Regions from separate parts of the Mus musculus genome. Here region 2 is linked to region 1. The links are chromatin contacts, called in public HiChIP or PLAC-seq maps. All regions are on one chromosome and are shown on one strand. The core of a region is the stretch at or near the end of the contact, and the rest is flanking DNA. Distances in the headings are between cores, read along the strand shown. Region 1 has its middle 20 kb from the start of Cnih3. Region 2 has its middle 10 kb from the start of Ccdc121.

Region 1 (2,515 bases), core at 11-2,510:
ATTATGTCATGTGGTGGTTTGAATAAAAATAGTTCCCAAAGGCTCATATATTCAAATGCTTGGTCCCCAGCTGTGGGTGGAACTGTTTGGGAAGAATTAGTAGAGTAGGTGTGGCCTTGTTAGAGGAAGTGTGTCACTGGGGGTGGACTTTGAGGCTTCAAAAGCTCAAGCCACTCTCAGTAACACAGACATGCTCGTGCACATACACACACACACCCACACACACCACCTTGTGGACCAGCTGTAATCTCTCAGATACTTCTCTAGCACCATGCCTGCCAGCCTGCTGCCACACACCGTGCCATGATGATCACAGACTCTAACACTCTGAATCTGTAAGCAAAGAGTCCAATTGAACACTTTGTTTTAAAACTTGTCTTGGTCGTGGTGCCTCTTCCCAGCAATAGAAAGGCAGCGAAAACATGCCACACACTAGGACTAATTCCAAAGAAACAAAGCACTTCACAAAGAAGAAAACTTTGTTTTCAATTTCTCAAAGACAAGTTAGAAATGCTGAGTCATGGGGGGTGAAATTAAAATATAGCAAGTGGTAGATGTGTCTGTTGATCAAATTCAAGTTTTTCGATCCTGAGGGCTGCATATGTAAATATTTCTAGCAGTCAGTCTTTGTTCTATGACAAAAAGAATCAGCATCCCAAAAAGGGAAGATTTTACATCAGCTCTTTTCTCTGCCTTTTAATGAAACATTGTGCTCTGACAGAAAGGATCTGTGGTGGAACCAGTTATTTTTTTTTTCTAGTTTCTAAACAAGATTTAAATGCACTTAAGAAGTACCTAGCTGGCTTAAATATGATCGAGCATAATAATATCTCTGAGTCTCCCATTACTCTAAAGATATTCAAGGACAAGTTAGAGCTGTGTTGTTTATGGGCATTGTCTATCTCCATCCAACAGAAACTTGAAGATTTTTTTCCTAATGTCTTTTCTCTGTATGTTATAACTCTTAAAGGGAATAACTGAATAGAAATACAGAGGAGAAATTATAATTGCTTTTATAGCATTACAAATAAAAGTAACACCAGCAATAATGATGTGCTGAAAATGTCTCTTTTTAAAAAACTATTATGAATTTCTCAAAGAACCATGTAGTGAGTGTAATTACTTCCTGGGGTGGAGTTATAAGTGAGGCAGACACAGCTGTGAACAAGTTGGACACCAACCAGCCTGTGCTAATCTGAGGGACACACTGGAGTAGAGCGTGGTCCCCCATTGACTCACTTCCTGTTTGTTCTTGCTTCACACAGTCTCTCTCTTGCTTTAACCCTTCTTATCCCAGCTTCCTTCCTTTGAAAGTGAGCTATTGCAATCCACCCCCATTTCACGGGGGTTTGCCACTGAATGCCATGGAATTAGCTGAAGAGCTTTTCCCAAGAATAGATCCCTTCAACTCCACACCAGCCCTCTTGAACAAGAATCTCTGGGGTCGAGTCCCAGCCAGGGTAGCTTTAAAATGCTCTGGTTAGGAATCACTGAACCAAACAACCCGGTCTCTAAGCTCATCCTCTGTCAAAGTATCACATTCCTGGCTGACTATATGGTTGACCCTCTCTAGTCCTCCAGTGGACTCTCCTGGTCACCCGCCAGCCTGGCTTGATGCATCCCCTCCCCTGGAACCTCTTCAAACACGTATTCCTCTCTGACATATGCTCAAAATTTTCTAAAATTCAAATCCTGCTTCATACCCTGCCTCCAGAAAGCCTTCTCTGACCAGTTGTGACTGTTCACTGCTAGAAATGTTTCCCAGCCTCTGAGTTACCATCTGGGATGGGATGGTGATTTGAATGAGAAATGTCCCCAGCTGTGGTGCTGTTTGGGAGTGTTCAGGTGGCACAGCCCTTCTGGAGGAAGTACTGTCAGTGGGAGCAGCCTCTGAGATGAAAAGCATCAGACACTTCCAGTCCACTCTCTCTACCTCATGCTTACCGTTGAGGATGTGAGCTCTCAGCCTCCTGAGGCCACACCCGATGGTTGGTAATCTTGCATCCATACCAAGCTTCCTCATCACAATGGACTCTTATCAGGAGGCATGAGCCAAAATAAACTCTTTGTTCCATAAGTTGCTTCTGTTCACCTTGTTTTATCCCAGCAACCATCGATATCAGTGGTTTGATATATGATACATATCAAGATAAATATATCAGGATATAAAGAATGCTTAGATGGACTCATGTGATTTGAGTAATTTCTTTGGAATGTAAGCTTTAAAGAAATATGTTTTAATGTTCTATAATCTGCTTATAGAGTCCATCAATGCTCCAGGTCATTGAGATATGTCATGAGATATGTCATGTGTGTTCTTAAGCTCTATCACCTTGAACACTTGTGAACCCCAGAAACACATCAGCTGAGGTCACACAGCCATGTGACATCAAGAGAAGGCAAACTAGAGATGCCTTAAAAACAAGTTGGTAGCTATATTAAGGAGGGAAAAGTGTGTATGTATATGTGTTTGTGTATGTATGTGTGTGTATGCGTGTGTATGTGTGTATGTGAG
Region 2 (2,515 bases), core at 6-2,505, 190 kb before region 1:
TCTTTGTGCCATGTGACTGAAGCCTGAAATTATTTTAAAAAGAAACATTATTAGTGGCTCACATTAACAATGAAGGCGCCTTAAAAATTATTTTTTTTCCATTCAAACTGTTGCAATGAAGTCTCTAAACTGACAAACATCACGGGGGCTTTAGAATTAGGGTATAATGTGCTTCACTCTGCACCATTTTGACATCCTAAAAAATCCTTGATAATAAACCATAAAATTCTCCTGTCAGTCAAAGGATCATGGAGACTCGCTGCTGAAAGGGACTCAGAACAATAGGTGTAGCTTCTCTTTTTCTGGAATACCTTCCAGACTCTCATTTACAAATAATTGACACCAACTACAGCTTAAACAACAACAACAACAGAGGTTATAGTGCCCAGCAAACACCTAGCCGCCTATCACAGACGGCAGGCAGGAAGGGACACAATAAGACTTCATAGCATCACCCACCACCTGAACCCAGCCCTGCCACCATGCTGTGACCCAGGGAGCTGTGCGATCTGTCTCTGAGACCTTGTGTCCTGGGGTCTTGTTTGTTCCTCTCAGATCCTGGGGCTCTGCTCCCCAGGGCTGTCTCGCTCAGAGACTGATGGGAAGTTGTTTATTCTTGTGCCTTAAATTTACACAAGGCAGCAGCTACCTGGCCAACATGGCTCAGGTGGCTAGCTCAGGTCCAATAAACTCTTTTTGTTCTCCAAACTGGACCCTCTCTGCAGACAGATTAAGTGCAATTTCTGCGCATAATCGCCAAGGGGCTTGAGAGTCTAAAGCGTAAACATAAGCTATGAACCCCAGGGTGAAGACTCTGGTTAAGGGAAATTAGTTTGGTTGTTGCTGCTTGCTAGCTCCACCTCTCTCCACCCCTCTTAAGGAAGGCACAGGGAAGTGAGTCATGAGGCTCTGTACAATGTCTACCTGTGTTCATATCCCACTGGCACGCCTTACACCCTGACTGTAGCAGAATGCTCCTCGGATACAGGCAAAGCAACAGCAATTACGCTTTGTGTTTGATTTCCAATTGACGGCAGCAGCCACGTCTCTTCATTAACCATGCCTGCACACCCCTCAAAGCACGGTGCCCACCTGCAGTGGCAGCCAACAGTGTCTCCATGAATTGTTAAACTGTATCAATTGCTGCTGCTGCCTCCGCACTTGCCACCCACGTCATCCTCTTAAGCCTAGTGCAGATTCTAATCTCTCTTTCCTCCTGGATGCTTTGACATCAAAACCAAAACAACTTCTCAGCCTCTCTTTTCCAAGTCTCAAATAACCTTCTCCCACACCACCCTGAGCTGCATGCTTTGGTCAGGATTCTGAGTCACTAAAGCAAATAAGAAACAGAAATAGAACTCCAATTGACTTGAAAGAGAGAGACTTGCTAGCATATTGCCAAAGTATTAGCTTACAAATCTGAAACCGTCCCAAGGAACAGACCTGATGTTAGATAAGACTACACTCAGGGACTCAAACTAGGGCATCCAGACCAAACCCACAGCCAGCTCTCTTCTCTTCAATCCATGCCTTATTCAGACAGAACTGATCAACAGTGTGTTGACCTCCTGCCTCATCTGGTCCATATCCACCCTTTAGCATCCCTATCAGAGGCATCACCTCTCTGTTCTGATGGTTCGAGAAATGGAAGTCTCATATGCAGCCCAGAGCCAATCACCGTGGCTGGAGAGAGTAAGGGTACTCACTGGTCAGGCAGAGGTCACATGGGCACCTGGAAACAACTTCCTATCCTTGGAAGCGCCATCCATCCAACTAGAACTATGTGGGACGAGAGGTGGCTCCTCAGCAGAGCACCAGACCTCCTGGCCAGAGCGGGAGATAAGAGTATACGCTGAAGAGCAGGGTATATACTCTTATCTCAGTTTCTACTGCTATTTTCTTTTCCTCCATTTTCTTCCTGGAATTGTAGTTTTGTGATAGCTTTTGACACCCCAAAGCAGAGACAGCGACATTGGATCCCAGTACAGACCTTCTTCCAGCATTAGCCCTACTTTGTGTCAAGCATGTCTCAGAGGGATGATGCTAGAGTGGGAGTCCATCTTAACAATATAGGCGCCCATGGCACAGACAAGAACACAGATGGATTTGCCACTTTCATGTTACTGTTAGTGGGTTAATACCATCATGTTAGTGTTAGTAGGTTAATGCTATCATGTTACTGTTAGTGGGTTTGATTTATTACTTTGAAAGATAGCCCCGCCTACTATAAGTGGGCTTTATAGTTTGTGACTCAGGAAACAAGACCATCTGCTCATAATTAAAGATAATTAGAAGGAGTAGGAAAGTAAACTAGGATTTTTTTCTAGAATCTCACAAAAGAGATTCTCACATTCTACTCTTTTTTTTTTCCTCCTCAAACATCAGCCAATGATGTTGAGTTGAATCACTCCTTCTGAAAGCCTTAAAGGAAAATAACTCAACTTCCTTTCCCAACTCTATTAAATGCTATCACTCGCTCTGCCTGCTTATAATAGTATCCATTGAGCAAATGAGA

The links. HiChIP or PLAC-seq counts read pairs in DNA pulled down with a chosen protein or histone mark.
Region 2: a FOXA1 HiChIP or PLAC-seq map of pancreatic cancer cells shows a contact between it and region 1. The contact joins two enhancer-like sites. A contact is called at or near these places in 10 of 39 promoter capture datasets (the 3T3-L1 cell line, 3T3-L1-derived adipocytes, the HPC-7 cell line and 7 more), 4 of 115 datasets of contacts at active chromatin or transcription factors (double positive thymocytes, embryonic stem cells, oligodendrocyte precursor cells and 1 more) and 3 of 9 other capture datasets (adipose tissue, liver and macrophages).

What each region holds. Positions count from the first base shown.
Region 1 is chr1:181,331,511-181,334,025 of GRCm38.p6, reverse strand. No RefSeq gene overlaps it. Among named protein-coding and RNA genes, the nearest start is that of Cnih3, 20 kb to the left of the region's middle. Within about 2 kb of position 1,260, at least 41 of the 459 cell types and tissues checked have an H3K27ac peak or open chromatin away from gene starts, as enhancers often do. A contact at or near this core is called in pancreatic cancer cells, where this site is marked.
Region 2 is chr1:181,520,286-181,522,800 of GRCm38.p6, reverse strand. No RefSeq gene overlaps it. Among named protein-coding and RNA genes, the nearest start is that of Ccdc121, 10 kb to the right of the region's middle. Within about 2 kb of position 1,255, at least 47 of the 459 cell types and tissues checked have an H3K27ac peak or open chromatin away from gene starts, as enhancers often do. A contact at or near this core is called in pancreatic cancer cells, where this site is marked.